Linked DNA regions of Mus musculus: all the other regions are linked to region 1. A link is a contact called in public HiChIP or PLAC-seq and promoter capture Hi-C data. All regions are on one chromosome and are shown on one strand. The core of a region is the stretch at or near the end of the contact, and the rest is flanking DNA. Distances in the headings are between cores, read along the strand shown. Region 1 holds the start of Cbx2 (chromobox 2). Region 2 holds the start of Tnrc6c (trinucleotide repeat containing 6C). Region 3 holds the start of Bahcc1 (BAH domain and coiled-coil containing 1). Region 4 holds the start of 2810410L24Rik (RIKEN cDNA 2810410L24 gene). Region 5 holds the start of Slc38a10 (solute carrier family 38, member 10). Region 6 holds the start of Cep131 (centrosomal protein 131). Region 7 holds the start of Aatk (apoptosis-associated tyrosine kinase).

Region 1 (2,786 bases), core at 215-2,714:
CCTCTCCTGCACCATGGCACACGCACACCGTGGCAGGGGCAGAGGTGTGCTTTTTACAACAAGCTTCCAGCTTCAAGTGCTATTAGTGCCGACCAAAAGCTACTCCACAGAAAAGGCCAAGAGAAACCAGAGGCTGTCTGTGAGGCCTTAAAGTGCTCCACCACAGGCTTCCCCACACCACAGCCCCAGGCCACTGTGTCACCAGCCAATTCCACCCAACTCTCCCCTCCTCCAGAGTTCTCACTTCTTCTGGAAGGCTAGGAGCAGCCTCGGGTCCAAAATGTTCTCTTCTGGCTCCCAGCTGTTGTGTCTGGAAAAGCAAAGCAAAGGGGGGTGGGCGGGCTGGTGAGCAGCATCCAGGTGGGCTGCCGGGGACAGCTCCCACAGCCCCGCTGGGACAAGGGGCACTGCGGCAGAGGCTGTCCTCTGAGGTCTTAGAAGTCCTTAAAGTTAGTTAGCATCCCAGCCTCAAACCCACAGGCAAACTGCCACCTCAAACCCCAGCAGGCCAGGAGAGGACTCGACAGTCTACACTGGGAGGAAAACAAACCCCAACAAAGAGCAAAGCTGCCGAGGGAATCCCCTGGGCCTGGCCCGGAGCCAGGGAGGGGAGGGAAGGCAGGTAGGGGAGGGGGAGCCGGGGGGCACAGACGGAACAAAGTGGAGGATACCACCGAGAGCGCGGGCAGGGCACCGGGTTTGGGGAGTGGTATCTGGAGGGGATGGGGCTCAGGAAGGAGGGTGGCGGGGCAGCTACAAAGGAAGCCCTTTCCGGAGAAGGCCGGGTCCCCGTCCCTCATTGAGAAGAAAGCAAGCTCGGGCCGGGGGTAGGAGTAGGTGGGGGAGCCCTCCCACCAGTAGGAAGCTCAGGTTACAGCAGGATAACTTGGGCAAGGGGAGGGGGCCCGCGTCCCGCGCCAGCCGCGGCCAGCTCCTGGGCGGGGGCGCATGCAACAAATGGGCGCCAGAAGCGCGCGGCGCGGAGGCGGGCCGGGCTCCAGGGACTCGGGGCTGGAGGCCGCCCTGCTCGCTCCCCGTGGGCTCGTAAACAAAGGGCAGCGCCAGTCGGCCAGAGTCCTCTGGGTCCCGAGGCACAGGACTTCCCGCCCGGGCCTGCGATGCGAGGGTTCCCACCCAGGCCGGGAGGCGCGCGCGGGAAGGCGGCCGCGCACCGGAGACTCACTTGGAGGACCAGCCGCGCCACTTGACCAGGTACTCCAGCTTGCCCTGCGGAGAGATAAGAGCGGGCGGTTAGCCCCGCAGAGCGCCAGGCGCACGCGGGGAGCGGGCGGGGGCTCACGCACCTTGCGGAGCCGCTTGCTCAGGATGCACTCGGCGGCGAAGACCTGCTCGCCCACGCTGCTCAGCTCCTCCATGCCGCCGCCCGCCGCGGCCCGCGCCCCGCAGACCCCGGCTCACTGCTGCACACAAAGCGCCGCCCCCGCCGCGCCCCGCCCCGCGCACGCGCGCCGGAGTCGCCCGCGCTGCTCTACCCGCAGCCGCCGGGCCAATAGGCGCGCCGGGCGCGCGGGGCGGGGCGCGCATTGTTCGTGGTAGCCGCGGCGGGGACCAGTCCGTGGGGTTGGGCGCTCTCTGCACTGTGTCGGGAGGCTGCGTGCTCCGGGAATCCTGGGGTCCGGCCGCTCCGGATCGCAGGTCCCTGCGGAAAGCTATTGTTTGGCCAGAGGGCGGCGAAGCGGGGAGCACGCGGCGCTTCTTGCCCCCGCCAGTGAGGGGCGCTGCTCCCCACTAGTCCTCTACCAGTCAGGGGTACAAAAAGAGTGGAAAAGTACGGGGTTCGGGAGGGGACACCGAAAAAGGAGCCTCGAAACTCTACTTAAGGTTGTAGATGAAAAATTCAGGTCACTGGAAGAAGACTGAACTCCGAACTCTTAACTAAAGAGTTGTGAAAATGGGACCTAGTTCCCCGACTTTTAGTACGCGCGTGGGGACACAACCAACTTGATTTTTTTCTTAGTTTATTTCACGATTTTGGTGACGTCGACGTGGGCCAGAGGGATCGGTGTGCAGACTTGGGTGTAACTGGATTCTTGTCACTGCTTGCTAGCTCTGCTAGTAAAGTCCTTTGGATCAATTTCCAGGGGTGGCCCCGGTCCTCCCAGGTCGCCATGGCTTAGGCGCCCTACCCATTTATTTTCCCGCTCAGACATAAATTCCGTTGAACAGTCTCCTTTGTAAGTTTTGAAGCGAGTCAAGCACATGATGAAAGAAGCGTTCTCTCATTTAATAAAGCAGAATCCAATGAAAATTCGCTTTCTGGTTTTGCCTCTTTCTTGAACAGGCTGCGAATCCAAAGTCACACCTTTGTAGGACCTTGTCTTCACGTAACCGTGAACCTATTTATGAAGGAGTAATATCTTTTGGTTGTAAAGCTTTCTGCCCTAAGAAACGAATATCGGGAAACCACTGGGTTTTAGGGTATTCTTCAGTTTAGTTGGTTGGTTAAATCTGCTTTGGAAAGAGCTCGCAGCTGTTTGCAGAGGGGGCAGGGAAAGAGACATTTTTTTTCCTTCTTTTTTCCTTCTTGAGAGCGCAATGATTGCTCATTTAGGTGCTTGGTGCAGTAGTGGATGAAGCAAGGGGGAAGAGAGCCGCTGAAGTCTCCCAGACAGCTCTTTTTGTCCCTGTTCAGATCAGCTGGGCAGTAAATGGTTGCGCTGTACAAAGGTGTGCTTATTGTAATCCTATAAATAGCTGGATCCATTTCAACTGCTGCTTGCGCTTCGGGATTCTATGGGGTGTCACATTTACTGTTAGAATCTGCC
Region 2 (2,786 bases), core at 104-2,603, 1.4 Mb after region 1:
GTGTATGCCACCCTTTGGGAACGCACGGTCTGCAGGGGACCATGCAAGGGGAGCGGGTATCATCCACCACTGCATTAGTTTTAAGAGAACGAGAGAGCGAGCGCGGGGGTTGGGGGGAACGGCTAAGTGTCCGACCCCTGGGTCCCCATCCCGATGTCGCACGCCCGGCCAGGAGCTCGCAGTCCGTGCCTCTCCTCCGCCCGTCAACCCCGGCCGGCGCCGCACGCGGGTAGCTCGGGGCCGCCGCGCTCCGGCTCGGCCGAACAAAGGGCCCGAAGACCTCCGGGCGCTGCGGCGGTGGCGCTCTCACCTGGGCTCCGTCCCCGGCGGCGGCTCCGCGGGGCTCCGGCGGCGCGGGCCTGGCGGTGGAGAGGTCGCTCTCGGCCGCCCGGGGCCCTCGGGGGCGCTCCGGCGGCGGGGGCCCGCTCAGTGCCGGCGCCGCAGGATCGAGTCCGGGCGCGGGCGGCGGGTGGGCGGCGGCACGTCCCGGCAGGTCCAGGTCCAGTGCCCGCGACGCCGCGACGCGCCCTGCTCCTAAGTCTCGGCGGGCCGCGGCTCGGACGCAGCCCGGGTCTGAGGCGGGGACGGCGATGGGCGGCTGGGCGCGGGGCCGCTCCGCTCCCTCCGCCTCAGGCTCCGGCTCGAGCGGGCCCGCGGCGGCGGCGGCGGGAGCGCGACGGCGCGAGGACCGCCTGTCACGGGGGCGGCCGGGGTGACCCGGCGGCTCTCAGGGCTGCACGGCGACGCGGACGGCGACGGCGGCTGCGGCTCCCGGGGCCGTCGCGCTGAGGTGCGGAGCTGCCACCGCGGCCATCTTGTTGCTCTAACTGACAAGAACCCCCCTCCCCCCGCTCCAGCCAGACGCGGCGCTCGCGCCCCCGGCCCCGCCCCGCGTGGGCCTCCAACAGGAAGTCGTACCGGCCCCCGGCACGTGACTCCCACCGCATCTGCATACCGGAGGGCGGAATGGCCAATCAGCGCCCTGATCCTGAGCTCCGCCTCCAGGCAGTGCTCCCGATCCCATTGGTTCGTCACGAAAAGACCACGCCTCCTCCTTCTCCCCTAATACCCGCCCGCGCTGTGGTCGTCCAGACCGCGCGTGGAGCGCGCGGGGGTGCGAGCTGCGCGTTCTTCACGCGCCTCGGACGCGCGCCTTTCCTCGGAGCTGACGCTCCTTCCCGGTCAATGCGGAGAGCCGTGCGGAATTCTCCCGTGGCCGCTTGCCTTCACGCTTTTGGGCACTGTGACTCCGCGTTAGCTTGCGCACCAAAGGGCCGCAGATTCAGTTCTGCGTAGCCGCCTCCGTTCTCCGGTTCTGCGCCCCGCCGTATCCCGGGTTTGCGCAGCGTTTTCGCCCGGCGGCGCTGGCCCTCTGCGCAGCGGCGCCCTGAACCTGGCGCACGCACTGGCGCGCCTCCGGCCCGTGCCGTGCACACGCCCTGTACCTCCCTACGGTGCACACTCGTACGTGCGCGGGACGCGGCCTAGAAGCTCGCTGCGCGCTCCTCGCGGCATCCTCTTGGCCCCCTCCTTCGCTCAGAGGCTCCCCGGGGATTGCTCTGACGCGAGCCAAACAATCCCGGCTGCAAAGCAGCCCCCTGGGGAGGCCTGCTTTCCCCGCAGCTACTCCACCCTACAGCGAACGCAACCTGCCCACCCCAAGCCCTGGGCTGAGACTACACACCCCGCATTTTCTTCCTGGCTCTGGGAAGCCCGCGGTGGTCCTCCATTCTTTGGCTCCTCCTTGGTATACATATACGTAATAATCTGGTGGGTAAGGTCCGAAGCACTGTGCGCTCCGTAGAGTCCCTTTCAAGTTTCTGTTCAAGCCACGGGAAGATTTTGAAAGCTCATATTTTTCTCCACAGAGGGTGATGGAAGGAGCCTAATTCCTCTCCACCACCACTCCCGACCCTGATGTTCTGGTAGATCCGCGATGCTTCTGAAAGTTGTCAGTGCTGTAAGAGGCCATTCCCTGTCTATGTGTTCCCGTCTGGAAGAAGAGACAACGCTCTAGTAGTACCTTCGAGATGCAGTTTTGCTGCCGCCAGTGTCATGTTTTGAAATGTTTGTGGAGAAAAGGGACACAACAGACTTGCTGCTCTCGTTTCCCTTCAGGGTCCCGTGAGCTCTGTACACTCCTTTCTTTCTATTATATTTTAAGCCTTCTGGTCGTCAGATTTACTTACTCTCCGAAGTCGGCTTCAAACGTCTGTTGTGTATTTTTCATCCTGCAAACCCATATCCCCTAGAAAGATCTGATGGCAGATGTGGCTCTCACAGAGACTTCTGCCTTTTCTATTCAGCATTTTATTGACTTCAGTTTAATTCTTGACTGCTGAGAACCTGTATCTTTTGTGTCTCAAAAGTCCAGATATTATCACATGATCCAGGAAGGAGCACAAATAGCATCCTGCAGTTACACAGCATGCACTAGGTAGATTGCTAAATCCATGAGGAGCCCAGAGTCTGGGTGCAAACAACACTGTAAAACTTCAGTTATTGGAATATTGAACCAAAATGACGTCATTTAGCATTTGTCCTTGCCATTCATTGACTTTGTGACCATGACCTCTCCTCTCTTCCAGCTTTCTTTGTGATCGTCCCCTCCCCTCGAGCTTACTTAGCCTGGCACAATAAGGATCTCTTCCTACCTTAGATATCCTAACACCACTAGAAAAGGTGGGCTATATCTTTTGGAATGAAAATTAGACTCATAGTTTGGAATATGGACTTGTGGTGGTAGAAAGAATATTTGAGGAAGAGGGGTGTACCTCAGAGGTAAA
Region 3 (2,786 bases), core at 167-2,666, 1.2 Mb before region 1:
CAAACCCCGGTACAAGACACCGCAATGGACCCCGGGCAGGATTGGACCAGAGGAAACAGTGGCAGCGGGCAGAGAGCCGCGCGCGGCCGGAGAGCCGACGACGAGAGCACAGCTAAAGAACCCGAACCCCAGAAATCCTCCCCCGGGTGGCTGGGCGTGACCCCCAGAATTGTGCACCCTCCTGAGGCTTGGGCAGCACTCGTACCCCCAGCTCCTCAAGGTTTGCTTTGTTTTCAAATTTCGCATCGAAACGCCGGGTCTGAGACGCCTTTGTCCTCCGGTGGAGGCCAAGCTCTGGAGTCCGTGGGCTCCCTCCTGCCGAGTTTCCCGCGCGGGTGGGCGCAATGGGGCCTGCAAGGCCAGGCCGCAGCCAGGAGCGCGCCGGGAGCGAATGGCTCCAGCGTCGCTTCACAACCCGCTCCCTGCGAAACCCGCCCCCCCCCCATCAGCCCAGCTAGGAACGGGGACTGGGTGGTGCAAGACCCCCGCTCTGGGAAATGGACCGGTCCCCGGACCACGCCACGCGGGTCTTGGCCTGAGCCCGCGTGCTGCCCAGAACGCGCAGCATGAAGACGCCCCACTGTTCAGCCCCCCTCCTCCATCCCAACTCCCCCAGAGAGGGAAAAAAAGGGAAATGTTCTGAAAAGAATTAAGTCTGTGGGGAGCGGAACCTGAAAACCTGCCAGTACCCCTCTAATCTCCTGTCCCTTCACTGAGGCCCGGAAAGCCGTGGCCACGGAGAGCCGACCGTTCCCTGCGCCACGGAACGACCGGGCGGAGCCCATTCAAGATTGCTGGGGGAGGGGAGTAAGATGGGGGAGCAAATAATTGGGGTTCGCTCCTGGTTCCTCCAGAACTGGGCTCTCACTGACTGTCCATTCGGGGCTACCCGCGAGGCTCTTGCTGAACGAAGCTTGGCGGTCTCTGTCCTGTCTCGATAATTTATTTTTAATGCAGGGTGTCGATCGAGACAACAAGCGCTCAGAGCAAAGCAAGGACGCATTACGGGGGGAATTTTAAACCGATCGATAAAATTTTTCAGAAGAAAAAATATCGTACTCATATATATAGTCCATCTTTTAAAAAAAAGCCTTTCAACATCATAACGGATTTTAAAAGGGAAGCTCTATTATTTAACATCACAATCCTGAATTTCTTTTGCTTAAAAATGTAAACCCCCAAAAACCAAAATAATATAATAAAATAATAAAAATAGCAAAAAAAATTAAAAATGAAAGCAATTTGAGTTACTTACTGGAGGCTGTTTCCTGGATACAATTGAATGCAATACAATTAAATCAGTAAATGTGACTTTGGTTTGTATTCCTATTGGTATTTTCAATGTGCTGACTGTTGCACTGTGAATGCACGGCTTCCACAACAACGACTCTAGCGAGCCCATCCAGAGCGGCTCTCAAACCTGCAGCCCGGCGCGGCGAGCCACGGGCCCTGCATACTAATAAGCTCGTGCCACTCAGCCCGGAGCAGCCCGAGCGCTGATTGGCTGCTCGGCCCTCCACGGCCCTGAGCTCGTGCCACTCATTCGGCGTAAACAGGCCTCCCAATAGGCTGGCGCCGGGCCAGGGAGCTGCCAATCAGGGAGCAGCAGGGCTACTACCAAGCCTGATGGCGCCTAATTCAAGCCCAGCGACTGCGCAGCTCCTTTGCGCAGATCATTGCTGCTGAATGGGAATGTGGTGGCGCAGGGCGGGAGAGGAGCTAGGGATAGTGAGAACGGGTGTCCGTGTCCAGGGGAGACTTGTGGTTTTGTTTTTCCATAATTTGTCAGGTGTAAGGTTTGGGGCATTTTTATTTGTTTTTATGCACAAAATAAAAAAGAAGAAATAGCCTCACGCTGTAAACCAGATGCTCTGTCCATACCAAGGGTCTGTTTGGCAGGTGGCAGAACCTGCTGCACGTAGGCCCAACTTCCAAGCGCAGATTCTGAGTTACCCTGATGTACCTCCACTCCCAGGCGCCCCCCACCCAAACTAGGAATACACTTCTGCCTGAGGCATGCCCACAGGCTCCATATATGCCCTTCTTCCCCCTGCCCGAGAGGCAGATGTACCTTTCTTCGCCAGCCATCTATCTGTCCGCTCTCAATTATTATCTCCCTCCGCCACACTTTGCAGCGTAGCAACAATCGAAATGAAAATCGAGGCTCTGTTGCCAAGATAAGGATTTACTTTTTCTATCAGCCCCTAGATTTTAAAAATATCTTCACTTGATAATTTTAGGGGTGGTTGTCATGGTGTGAAAACCATGCTTAGCATTTCTCAGGGCCTGTCCCTGCATATTCGCAAATTTCTCTCTACAATGGAAAACAGCCTCTAAACAATTCTCTTTATCATAATCAGAATCAAAGCGCTTTTAAAATATTCTGCAAGCAAATATTTCGGTTAGAATTTGGTTGCCTACCCAAATGTTATTTATTCTCAAGAAGTAGAGGTGATGTCTTAGTGGCGATGAATACATAATTTCTGCTTCTCTTTTTCTCTGTGTGTTGGGGGGGAGTATTTAAGTAGATGCCAATCGACACAGCTATATTCCTTTGGATTTTTCCAGTCTCTTTCCTGCGTGGACACAAAGGAGTTAAATCTGAGATCTGTGGTCTCCTCTCTTTCCCCGCCTCCCTTGCTTCTGCAAAACGGTCACGATTGGTTGGCACTTTGCCAGCGGGCTGTCCATCACTAAGTGTAAACAAGGCGCTGATTGGCTGTTATCCAGTCCGCACCGGGCCTCCTGAAAAAAGCAATTACTGGCTCCGCGGTTTCAAGGCTGCC
Region 4 (2,786 bases), core at 75-2,574, 1.2 Mb before region 1:
GCTACAGGCCCTCTCAGGATCCCTGGACTTCTGAAAAGAGGAATTTCAAAACAGAGCCATAAAGGTGGCTGAGTACTGCCTTCAGCAACAGGGAATTAGATGTTAGCTTCTGTGACAACCTCCTGGGAGATGCTGGGATTGATAGCGCTCAGGTGGAGCCCTGCAAATCCAGGGTTGTAATGTACCTCATTTACCTCCGGGGCTCATTTTACCATCGGCGGCACCAGATTACAGCCCCTACATCAGGTGGTTGTTTTCCTTTTCTTCTTGGTTTGCGGATTTCACTTGGAGCCAAGATGCAGAAAGGGAGAAAAGGTTGGGAAACACCTCCAGGTCTGAGACCAGGACAAGGCGGTGAACTCAAGAGGAGACACCTGCCTGCTCCTGTAGGTATGGCTTGGCTCTTGTTTGTCTCCTGCACTTGCTGCCCTGGCGTGGCTTGGGGCACACTTGAGATGTATCTTTCCCTGTCTGTCTGGGGCAAGCCAGCAACAGCTCTCTGGCCGTGGTCCACTTTAGCCTGAATATTTTTCAGCACTCGATATTTCTCCGCTCAGAAAGCAAATGAGTCGCTGCCCACTAAGGTGGTCCTGGGGCAGTGGCCCCCAATCCTGTAGTCCTTCCTGAGAGGGCCTATGCACCTCTGCCCCTGAACTCAGAGACGCCTTGAAAGCTGAACATCACATTATTACCACTCGATCTCAGAGAACCTTCCTGACTTCTGGGGATGTTGCACACCCTGAATTTCAAAGTTCAAGGCACTGCGTGTCCCGGGTGCAAGGGGCCATTCTAAAATCAAATCCCCTGGGGCTTCCTCTCCCTAGAGTCCAGATATGATTCCCTTACACTTCCTTCCGGATTTGGGGGCATCTTTCCAGATAGTGGAAAGGAATCCAAAATTTGTAATTCCACGGCGGAGCCAGCTCGAAGCTGCAGACACTCTCGGCCTCAGAGCCCAGATCCTGAAAAGCTTACCAGTTTACCGTATCTTCTCGGGGAAATAGACCCTCCTCTTCGGCCACACCTCCTGGATCATCTATTGGCCAACCTGAGCACCGCCCACGCGATGCCATTGGTTTGCACCGGCTGCCCAGACAAAGGGAGCGGCCGCTGCGGGAGGCGATGGGGCGGGGCTAGGCGGAGGCGCTGGGGCAGGCGGGGACGCTGCCCTCATGGAGGCGGGGCGGGGGCCTCCACGTGGGTGGGGCTGGGCGCCCTCCCCACCCCCACGAGGGCCGCGGCCGTGGGGCGCTGGTAGCTCTCCCGCCCCTCCGCCCTGCACCCCTCCCGCCCTAGGGCTCTTTCCTGGACTGCGGCTGCAGCCTTCTCTTCCCGGAGGGCTCAGAGTTCGTCCCCTTTTCGCGATTGGGAACGTGGACACGCCGGAGCCTGGATGCAGAAGGGCGCGCGGGAACAGGGAGCTGGTGCGCGAGCCGCAGCCCAGCGTCCAGGCCGCCCCACTCTCTGCTGATCCAAAGGACTAGGGAAACCCTGCGCGCCGACGGTGGCCTGGACGTTGGCGCGGGCCCTGGCGCTAAAAAACGGATCCCATTTCCAGAAAGGCGGGCCGGGTATCCCGCTCCTGCCTCCTGGAGAATTAGCTCGGCGGAGGTCGACCAGCCGGGTAGGGAGGGAGGGATGGAGGGACAGGCCTAGGGTCGACCAGCCGGATAGGGAGTAGCTTCTGGGAGCTCCCTTGCCTACGGAGGGCCGGTGAGGCTGCCCTCAGAGCGCCGCCAGGTACGTGCTTTTTCCTTGTTTCCCGCGCGCCCAGAGCACACTCTGGGGAGGGAAGGAATAAAAACCCAGCTGGTGTGTAGGAGATTTTCGCACCAAACGTGTCTTTCTGAGGGGTCCTGGGACGGTAGCCGAACTCGGGGTAGCCTCCTGAGCTGTATTCTGGAATCCCTACTGGGCTCTCCACCACCCGTAAGACGGGCTTGGAGCCAGTTCCTGTGGAAATGCGCGTCACTTTCTTCAGAGGCCCACGAAATTCATCCAGGACTCCATGGGTACTACAGCAAGATGGCTCTGTTTCGAAGTGGTTCATACAGTTATCCCCCAACCCGGAAACCTAGAATTCTCGTTTTCTGAACCGGGATGTTTACTTTAGGGAAACCTGGTCTTGGCTTCTGCTGCGCGCCGGGTGTCTAGGAACGAATCCCTCCTGGATCCGGGAACCCCAGATTTGCGGGGTTAGGAGATACCCTCAGAGTTGTGGTTTTTTGTTGGTGGTGGTTTGTTAAGAGCCTGGTAGCTGAACTGGAGCGGGCCCCGTCCCCTCCCCCATACCCACTTCAAACAAAAGAGCTCCTCCGAGAATATTTTTTAAGGGGAAAGCGCTTCTGAATGTGGACCCTCAGTTCTCCCCGCCCCCCGTTCCGAGGAAGGACAAGGGTTTTATATGTGTGTTTAAAACAAAGGCGAAGCTAGACGCGAGTTGCCGGGAAAGGGCCGCTTTTATTTTAAAGTTCTTGAAGAATTCACTTTCTTTTCTCCCAAGTTAGCTGCAGCTGAGCCAGAAGCGTCCCCACTGGCTTACCCGATAGTGGGATTTTACACGGTGTCGGCTAAGGGTGGCTTTGTGAGAAGACCATTTCAGAAGAAGAAACGGGGCTCTGGCTGGTGGGGTAGAAACCCCTATGGAATGAAAAGTACTCCCAGTCTCTTTGAGGAAGATTGCAAAGTAAGGTGGGTTGTTTTTCTTTTGTCCCATCCTTCCCACCCCTTAAATTAGAAGAAAAGGCCCCCAAGCGTGCAGCACCAGGTGGACGTTTGGAAGCTGC
Region 5 (2,786 bases), core at 125-2,624, 1.1 Mb before region 1:
GTATTTTGGTTTTTTCTTTTTAAAGATTTATTTATTTAATGTATATGAGTACACAGTTGCTGTCTTCAGACACACCAGAAGAGGGCATTGGATCCCATTATGATGTGGTTGCTGGGAACTGAACTCAGGACTTCTGGAAGAGCAGTCAGTGCTCTTAACCACTGAGCCATCTCTCCAACCCTATTCTGGCTTTGTATTCAATTACTCCTTTTTTTTTTTTTTTGTTCGAGACAGGGTTTCTCCACGTAGCCATGGCTGTCCTGGAACTCACTTATGTAGACCAGGCTGTCCTCAAACTCAAGAGAGCTGCTTGTCTCTGCCTCCTGAACGCTGGGATTAATGGCTCATGCCACCAATTGCTCTTTCTAGCTTTTCCTTTCTCTCTCTCTCTCTCTCTCTCTCTCTCTCTCTCTCTCTCTCTCTCTCTCTCTCATCTCTAGAAGCTGCTCTGCCTGATGCTGGAAGAATTTGTCCCTTGTCTGAGATCTTGCATGGGCCTCAAATTGTTTTCTAGGAGAGCCTCTTTAGGCAGCTTGAAGTTCCTCCTTGCATGCACAGCTCTGGCCTCCTGGAATCATTGTGGGGTCTTTCTTGGACCTCAGGTCCCTAGGCCTTCATTCACCACAGACACCACCATAAAGAACACTGCCAGGTGCCAGTAATCCACTTAGGTGTTGGAGCGTTCTCTTTTCTCTAGTCTCTTTAATGTCCATTACTCCAGGAAGAATTCTCATTAGTCCTTCCAGTACAGAAGCCACCATCTCTTGAAATCCTAGATTTCCCTAGTCTCTCCTTTTTACCTTTCCTCTGGTTTTCTTTCATATTAGGGCAGTAGACCATTTTCACCCACTTAGCGTATCAAACAGACACATCTCCATGCTCCCTCCTCCAGGCTGTTGTGACTTTGCTGAGTCTCTGAACCTCCCGGTGTCCCGATGATTTTTATCTGTAAAACGTTAAGTGCTAATTTTGTCCCAATAAGTTGGCATTCAGTCTAGACAGGTCCTCCAATTGTGACCCAAAATCCTTCCTGTGCGCAAGGACCTGAAAATTAACCCTCAAGAGCCCACTCCTCACCTGAAAGGTAGTCCTTCTCTTTCTCTCCTGTTGTTCCACTAGAGGTTGTACCCAGCAAATGACTCTTCTACCAGCGGCCACAGTCACTAGTCTAAGCCTGGAACCCCTAACCCAGATTGTAGCCCCGCCCTGATTCAGACCCCGCCCCACGTCCCGCCGTCCCTCCCCCCACATACTTCTTATTGGCCAGAGTTACGCCTAGCTCCGCCTCTGGGCCCACCCAAACCACGCCTCCTCGGGCATACACACCTACTTCTAGTTGGCTGGCGTCCCGCCTCATCCCGCCCTTTGATACCGTCACTTCCTGGTAGAGTAGGCTCCGAAGGCGGAAGTTTGGGTGCCGGAGGCAGCGAAGCGGAGCTGAGGTGTTGCTAGCGTTGCCTGCGGCGCTTCCGGGTTCCCGCTTCACTCTGGGGAGGCGGAGGCGGGAACCTGGAACCATGGCTATGAGGCTGCTGCGGAGCCTGGCAGGGTCTGGAGGCTGACCTCGCGACGCCTGTCCGCGGCCCCCCCTGCTTCAGGTTTAGGGTTATCTAGGGTCGCTCTGTCCTGGTCCCTAGACCCTCAAAATGACGGCCGCCTCCACCTCCAAGTGGGGGCTGATCACGAACGTGGTGAACAGCATCGTGGGCGTCAGCGTGCTCACCATGCCTTTCTGCTTCAAGCAGGTGAGTCGAGGGCGCGGGGGCATCAGGTTGAAGTGCTCGTTTGGTGGGAAGGGGGTGTGAGCACCGCGGGTCGGGAAGAGACCCAAGCAACGTCCCCGAAGCGAGTCGCGGTCCGGATCTGCGCGCTCAGCGGTTGCTCACACTGTACGGAAAGGCACAGAGAAGGATACGTTAGCGGATTGATAGTGGTTTTGTTGGTCCTGTTTTTGACTCTGACCGACTGCATGGCACGGAAGCATGCCGGTCCTCGGCTTCGGCTACTCACCTTTACTCAAGGCGATTTAAAGCATTCGTTTGGTCTGATCTGTATCATGTGTCACCGCAGTTGGAAAAGCCGGCATACAAAAAAGTTTGGTGTTATTTCTGTGTTGAATGCCACATGAAAAGATGGTCATTTCTACGTGGCTTTGTTGTGTCTGCCAGTGAGTTGCGGAAGCAGATGGAAACGTCAAATTGGGTAATGACTCTCTTAACAAAGGGAGTGGCGGGGTTCCCCGTCGCTCATCCATGCCACGCGGGCTGCTGTCCTGTTCTATTGAAACAGTGGGTTATCAAGGCAGAGACCACTCCTCCTATCTGATGACTCCCAGGAGATGAGGTGGAAGATTAATCCGGGATAGACATTTGGAAGTGAAAATGGGTTGTTGATAATTTAATAGTAGACTAACAACTACTTCGTGTGTTTTGTCGTTCACATCCCAGGCTAAAAATAGAAAACAAGTTTTTTTAATCAATGAGTTTTTGATCCTCAACAACCTATCCTGATTGAGACTGTATCTAGGGTTCCCGGGTAGGGTATTTGATATGGTTAATAGATGTAGACAGGAGGACAGAGCTAGATCCTCTGGGGTGACATCTGTGTTGTGAACCCCAGTGTTGAGTTGTTGGGGGATGGTTTTGGGTGTCTTTGGAGTGCCTACGTGTCCCAGTGTCCATGGAAACTGTCTGTCAGCAGAATTGCATCCTGGGACTTGAGTGTTGGCTGGTTTCGAATCTCCAAGTGAACTCTGTCATCCTTGCTGCCTGTCTGTGAAGTGTGAC
Region 6 (2,786 bases), core at 86-2,585, 1.1 Mb before region 1:
TGTATAAACCAAATCTTTCTCTTAATTTTAAAAAAGAAGCCACCGTGAGCGCATGCCTTTAATCCCAGCACTTGGGAGGCAGAGGCAGGTGGATCTCTTGAGTTCAAGGCCAGCCTGGTATACAGAGTGAGTTCCAGGACAGCCAAAGCTGCACAGAGAAACCCTGTCTCGAAAAAACAAAACAAAACAAAACACAAAACAAACAAACAAAAAAGGAAGCCACCATCAGTGTTTAAAAGCACCTACTATGCTGAGTGGTGGTGGTACACACCTTTAATCCCAGCACTTGGGAGGCAGAGGCAGGTGGATCTGTGAGTTCAAGACCAACCTGGTCTACAGAGGGAGTTCCAGGACAACCAAGGCTACATAGAAAACCCTGTCTCAAAAAAAAAAAAAAAACCAAAAAAACAAACAAACAAAAAAAAGCACTTGTATAGGACCGGGTTTTAGTTCCCAGCACCCACATGGCATCCTACAACCATCCATAACTCCAGTTTCAGGAGATCCAGCACCCTCAACATGATGCAGAAACTTACACATAATAAATCTTAGAAAGAAAAGATGAAAGCCAGGTGTGGCGGCACTTTGCCCGTAATTCCAGATTTAGGAGGGGAAAAAAGCAAAGGATCAGGAATTCCACGTCATTCTCAGCTATATAGTGTGTTCGAGGACAGCCTGGGCTACGTGGTATATGAGATGCTTTCTTAGTGCAAAAGTGGCTGAGGTTCAATGGCAGAGTCCTTATTTAGCACATGCAAGGCCCTGGACCACCATCCTAACTTACCACACACACACACACACACACACACACACACACACACACACACACGCACGCACGCACACACGCACTCACACGCACGCACACGCGCTTGTTCATAAGATTAATATGCGGATAATTTTTAAAGCATTTGAGTTTATAACATTGTTATTTAATGTAACTTCTGTTGGAGAGGCCATCTGAGCTTGTGGGTCCCGAGCCCTTTGGCAGACAGGAAAGACCACATCTATACACTTGGAGACTCCGACAGTGTCTTTGAAAGCAGTTAGGAAAGATTGGGGATAGGAGGCATCATTGCGCGGTCCTGCCAAGGCACCGGAGAGGCCCAGGGCTGCGCGGGGGCCTCAGAGGGTGCCGGGACCCGCAGGCTCCGCCTCCTTAAAGCCCCGCCCCTCTGCCTGCCCCACTCCACTTTGGCTTTCGGCAGCTCCTCCCACTCCGGGACTTACAGGACAGCCTAACGGCCCAATGAACTACCCGAAGATCAGGGCGGGCGTCCGGAGAGCCAATCCCTGAGCGGCGCGCGCTGCAAAGGCGGGCCGGCGTGACGGACAGCGGAGGAGGCACCAGGCTGGTTGCTAGCCGCCGCCGCCGCCGCTCGCCCCTGCGGACAGCGTTTTATTGTCACCCACGGCGGAGGCCGCGCCAGCCCCGTGGGGCCCCGGGTGGCTCTGCAGCCGCGCCCGCCAGGCCGAGCCCACGGGCCCTGCGCCCCAGGCTAGGTCCGCGCAGGTGAGGGGCGTCTCGCGGTGAAGGGTCGGGCCCTGCAGCGAGGTCGGCCTGTGCCCAGTACCCCCAGCCCCGGAAGGTCGCCGTGGGCTCCATTCGGGCGGCCCGGAACCCCTGCCTTAAACCTCAAGAGACCTAGGGGATGCGGGTCGCCCGCGGAGGAGCACAGCAGTGCGCTGCTCAAGGGCTCTGCCTCTGCGAGTCAGCTGGCCCCCGAGGGAGCAGGCTCCTGCCCCTCCGGCTCCTGCGGGAGGCGCGGTTTTGTCCAGGGTGAGGCTGGCCTCCCCAGCCTCCGGCCATCTGGCTTATAGATTTCCATGGAGAGGCTATGTTTACCGCCCAGAACCTCACTGGCTGCACGTGGTGCTGGGAAAGCTATGTCCACCAGACTTAGGAGCTTAGGATCCACCAAGGTGTAGCCAGTGCCAAGAAGGGCAAGGTATTAGGTTTCACCTACACAACCAGAAATGTGTAACGGGGACACTGGCCGGACTGATGGCAAAGCAGCCTCAGAGTAGGGACACTGCCCCCTACTACACACATCTGGATGTCAGTACCAAGGCAGCTTGACTTTGGACCATGGTGAGTGTATGCTCCTGGCTCCCTGACTCTGAAAGGGGATTGTAATCACTTAGCAGTTGTCCCATGTCCCATCTCCCAGGTCTCAGGACCTCAGTGCCCTCCACACATCAGGACCTAAGACTGTGTGGTCCCTGTCCTCTCAAGGGAGTCCTAGAGAAAGCAAAACAGTTGGTAGAAGAAAAGCTGATGGTGCTGTGGAGGCAGGGGGATTGCAGATGCAGTGGTGTGCTAGGATGCACTGCCAAGATTTGAGGAACAGCAGGGAGGGAGGCAGGCTTAGTTAATGCACAATGAAGTGCTTATAGAAAACAGGGTCAGAGCTGGACTTCTCAGGTACTCAGATTTACTCTGCCATCCTGAGAAGCCATTTCCCCTGTGGGTATAACCTGAGCTGAGAGCAGTGTGGAAGTATTGGGTGATGTGAGCACGGGCCCTGGCCGGATAGCCTGCTGTACTTGTGCAAAGCTCAGGGATGGAGAGGGTGTATAAAGGAGAGAGTCTGGGGCAGAGTTCAGGGCGTCTTGGGCTTTCAGGGATGAGAAGAGCCAGTGGGAGACTGCAAGAGAGAGCACCCTGCAAGGGAGGTATCAGGGTGCCTCTGAAACAAGAGAACAGCTGCCAGGTCCCCGGAGTTCATGGATGCTCTGTGGTGACGCAGGGACTTGGGAGTCCACATCCTACTAGGGTAGCTTGAAGC
Region 7 (2,786 bases), core at 129-2,628, 1.0 Mb before region 1:
GTATAGCTGGTTGTCCAGGACCCCAGAGCTGCATGCAGGTGACAACCCCTCTTCGTGCCTCGCCTACATGCCGCCAGGCCTGCAGCTTCTTAGCAACGCTGCAAGATGGCGCTGCGGCGGGAGGAGGAGGGGCGCGGGGCACGGCGTCGGTGCCCGGCGCCGCCGCCTGCTCCAAGCGCCCCGGCTGTTCTGCGCTGATGGGGCCAGATGGGGCCAGCCGTTTGTCGCATCGTGGCACAGCTGCAGGCGGTCAGTGCAAAAACAGCACCCCAACCGGTGTAAGCGTGTCCTGACAAGCCACCCCCAAACCTGCGAGTAACCCTGTAACCATGAGTTCCTGGATCCCCCACCTAGTATTTCCTTCCACCATCCGCTACTCAGCAGGACCCCAGCTCTGCACCTCCATGGACACTCCGGTCTGTAACCTCACCTGTGACCCTTGGCCTCCGTGACAACCACCACGAAGTCAGTGACCTCTTGAGATGCCCACAGTCTCAAATCAGCTTCCAGTCTCAGTCGCTCTCCCATCTAGGGCTTGACCCCTCATCCTCATCTCAGCCTCCCCGGACCTTCGACCTCCGTACTCTCCTCTAACCTGCCTGGATGCCCCTGGCCTTCGTCACTCGCAACCATCGGCTCCTTCTTCCAAAACCCCCACCCACTTAGTAGCAGACTTCTTTGGAGCCCCAAAGCCTCGATGACCCCACTGTCTCCATCTCAACACTCCGTGTCCCTCCTCCCTGTCCCGTCCAGTCTCCTTTCCAGTAGCCGAGGCCTGCATACCCTTTCCCTCAGCCCACACCCTTCGTATGCCAAGACCTGCGTGTCCCTTCTCTGCTGTGTCTCCGCTCGGTGCTCCTCAGCTCCCATAGCATCAGCCTCTGTGCCCTCTCCCCAGCCTGCATCCTTTAGTGTCCCACAGCCTGTACCCCTCCTTCTGCCTAGGTCCCCTACCTTTCCCCCAGTCTCCATGCCTCCCAGGCTTCGGCCCCCTCCGTATCATCTGTGCACTCCTACCTCCCCTCCGTGCCCTCAGACTTCATTTGCCCCCCCCCCACCGTAGTCCCAGCTTCCGTGCCCCCTCCCCATCTCTTAGTGTCCCACGACCTACGTGAACCTCCCCTGCCTCTGTCCCCTCTCCGTGTCCCCAGCCTTCGCGCTGCCCAGCCTCTGCGCCCCTGTCTTCATCCCCCCTTATTTCATAGCCCCCCCACCTCCGTGACCCCTCTCCTTCCCTCATTGTCCCACGAACTGCGTGCCCCTCCCCTGCTTTGTCCCAGAAAGTAACCCCCAGCCCCCATCTCCATCCCCCCCTGCTCCCCCCCCCCCACCTCGCGCGCGCTCCCGCGTGTTTTCGGACTGCACCAGCCAGAGCCCCGCGGCGCCGCGGCGGCGGGCGGAGGCGCCTAGTCTGTCGCCGCCCCCACTGGTGCCCGCGCTGCGGCGGTGGCTGGGGGCGCTAGGAGCGGGGGGCCGTGCGCTCCGCACCTGCGGAGGCCGCTGGACGATGATGCCGGAACGCCGGCCCAGGCCGCCGGCGTTCTGAGCTTAAGCGCAGCGCCCGCCCTGGGGATGCTCATCGCGCTGCTGGCCCTGGCCATGTCGTCGTCCTTCTTCAACCCCAGCTTTGCCTTCAGCTCCCACTTCGACCCGGGTGAGTCCGCGCGGCGCCCTCGGAGGCGGCCTTGCGGCTGCGACTGCCCCCCCACCTGTCTCCCTACCGCCGACATGATGCTGCTGGAGCCACGGTTTCCCATTTTGCCTGGAAATTAACCCTTTCTCCGCCCTGAGTCCCCGCAGAAGAACAGGGACCGGCGAGGACCCACTACAGGTCTCCGGAGGTGGGCAGGCCTTGGGGCCAGACCCTGTACAGCCGGCCCCTTCAGCGCTGGCTGGCAGCATCAGCCCCTGCCTCTTTGGATGCCTCCCTGGCACAGGTAACTGGGACAAGAGGGCCTGTGTTGGCCCCAGGTGTCCCGGAGAGAGGTTGCCAGGACTCAGGGCCCTGGGGAGGTGAGGGGTGTTCTGTGAGGCAGGGCAGGAGCCCAGGCCCGCTGTGGAAGCTTGCTCATCCATGTTCTGGTGGAAGGCTCCTTCCTAACCCTGGTGCTGTTTTCTGCAAATCCCTGGCAAGGCAGCGTGCCCATCTCCCTCGGCAGCCTGTGGTGGGTGTGGGGACCGACGAAGACCCTAGCATGAGCCCACCTGAGGTCCCATTCTAGAGAGGTGGTGCTGACTAACTGCACAGGACCTGGGGTCGGGCATCTTGCTCCACCTGGCTAGTGGACACCAGGGTAATGTGTTTACCACAACTGCCTGGCCACGGTGGACAGCTGTGGTGGGCAGAGGGGGCCAGGGCAGCTGTTTCTAATCCTGATTCTGTTTGCTTAGCCTGGGAGGGAGGGGAATGAACCTGTGCCCAGGAGGAGCCTGGAGTCCCACCCACAAGTCCCTGGAGCTTTGGCTTTGGCTGCACAGCCCAAACAAAGCCCGGCTCACATACGATGACTCTCCTGGGTCTCCCTCCTGGAGTGGGGCCAGAATGTGCAGTGATGCACAGAGTCCCCTGGGCAGGGCTGGATCTGAAGGCATTTGCTCCCAGGGAGGGGAGCCGATGGAGCTGTCTATCTGGTATAGGGCTATAAGTGTCCTTTGCTCAGAAATGACTTCCTGGGTGAGCCAAGGGGCTTGGAGGTCACCATTTCACCAGGCAACCAAAGGCACAGAACCTAGGGGTTGTGTCAGTGACCCCTTAAACCCAGGGCGGGAGTAGAGGTGGTATTGAG

What was found. Promoter capture Hi-C pulls out the DNA fragments that hold promoters and counts their contacts. HiChIP or PLAC-seq counts read pairs in DNA pulled down with a chosen protein or histone mark.
Region 2: an HNF4G HiChIP or PLAC-seq map of pancreatic cancer cells shows a contact between it and region 1. The contact joins the promoter of Tnrc6c here to the promoter of Cbx2 in region 1. A contact is called at or near these places in 1 of 39 promoter capture datasets (liver), 1 of 484 Hi-C or Micro-C datasets (embryonic stem cells) and 1 of 115 datasets of contacts at active chromatin or transcription factors (pancreatic cancer cells).
Region 3: a promoter capture Hi-C map of pre-B cells shows a contact between it and region 1, with 4 times the contacts expected there. The contact joins the promoter of Bahcc1 here to the promoter of Cbx2 in region 1. A contact is called at or near these places in 5 of 39 promoter capture datasets (the C10 cell line, cranial neural crest, embryonic stem cells and 1 more), 3 of 484 Hi-C or Micro-C datasets (all in embryonic stem cells) and 3 of 115 datasets of contacts at active chromatin or transcription factors (embryonic stem cells, large pre-B cells and pro-B cells).
Region 4: a promoter capture Hi-C map of pre-B cells shows a contact between it and region 1, with 5 times the contacts expected there. The contact joins the promoter of 2810410L24Rik here to the promoter of Cbx2 in region 1. A contact is called at or near these places in 3 of 39 promoter capture datasets (the C10 cell line, embryonic stem cells and pre-B cells), 3 of 484 Hi-C or Micro-C datasets (all in embryonic stem cells) and 4 of 115 datasets of contacts at active chromatin or transcription factors (embryonic stem cells and extraembryonic endoderm stem cells).
Region 5: a contact with region 1 is called in a promoter capture Hi-C map of pre-B cells, with 3 times the contacts expected there. The contact joins the promoter of Slc38a10 here to the promoter of Cbx2 in region 1.
Region 6: a contact with region 1 is called in a promoter capture Hi-C map of pre-B cells, with 6 times the contacts expected there. The contact joins the promoter of Cep131 here to the promoter of Cbx2 in region 1. A contact is called at or near these places in 1 of 39 promoter capture datasets (pre-B cells) and 2 of 115 datasets of contacts at active chromatin or transcription factors (astrocytes and embryonic forebrain).
Region 7: a promoter capture Hi-C map of pre-B cells shows a contact between it and region 1, with 2.2 times the contacts expected there. The contact joins the promoter of Aatk here to the promoter of Cbx2 in region 1. A contact is called at or near these places in 2 of 39 promoter capture datasets (the C10 cell line and pre-B cells) and 1 of 115 datasets of contacts at active chromatin or transcription factors (pancreatic cancer cells).

The regions. Positions count from the first base shown.
Region 1 is chr11:119,021,699-119,024,484 of GRCm38.p6, reverse strand. It overlaps Cbx2 (chromobox 2), which reads right to left and starts at 1,464. Exons shown (of 5, transcript NM_007623.3): 1 at 1,305-1,464; 2 at 1,184-1,227; 3 at 245-310. The coding sequence starts at 1,376. It overlaps Gm35829 (a long non-coding RNA gene), which reads left to right and starts at 646. Exons shown (of 3, transcript XR_389218.4): 1 at 646-1,212.
Region 2 is chr11:117,652,856-117,655,641 of GRCm38.p6, reverse strand. Tnrc6c (trinucleotide repeat containing 6C) reads right to left here and starts at 1,353. Exons shown (of 22, transcript NM_198022.2): 1 at 956-1,353.
Region 3 is chr11:120,231,577-120,234,362 of GRCm38.p6, reverse strand. Bahcc1 (BAH domain and coiled-coil containing 1) reads right to left here and starts at 1,416. Exons shown (of 28, transcript NM_001347621.2): 1 at 1,256-1,416. 2900052L18Rik (RIKEN cDNA 2900052L18 gene) reads left to right here and starts at 2,746. Exons shown (of 2, transcript NR_151480.1): 1 at 2,746-2,786.
Region 4 is chr11:120,188,394-120,191,179 of GRCm38.p6, reverse strand. It overlaps 2810410L24Rik (RIKEN cDNA 2810410L24 gene), which reads left to right and starts at 1,324. Exons shown (of 3, transcript NR_030682.1): 1 at 1,324-1,740; 2 at 2,504-2,691. It also overlaps Gm9734.
Region 5 is chr11:120,149,939-120,152,724 of GRCm38.p6, reverse strand. It overlaps Slc38a10 (solute carrier family 38, member 10), which reads left to right and starts at 1,374. Exons shown (of 17, transcript NM_024249.5): 1 at 1,374-1,745. The coding sequence starts at 1,647. Gm11769 (a long non-coding RNA gene) reads right to left here and starts at 2,318. Exons shown (of 3, transcript XR_389232.4): 1 at 2,011-2,318; 2 at 1,327-1,887; 3 at 4-946.
Region 6 is chr11:120,085,376-120,088,161 of GRCm38.p6, reverse strand. Cep131 (centrosomal protein 131) reads left to right here and starts at 1,335. Exons shown (of 26, transcript NM_009734.3): 1 at 1,335-1,510.
Region 7 is chr11:120,045,737-120,048,522 of GRCm38.p6, reverse strand. It overlaps Aatk (apoptosis-associated tyrosine kinase), which reads left to right and starts at 1,378. Exons shown (of 14, transcript NM_001198785.1): 1 at 1,378-1,654. The coding sequence starts at 1,573.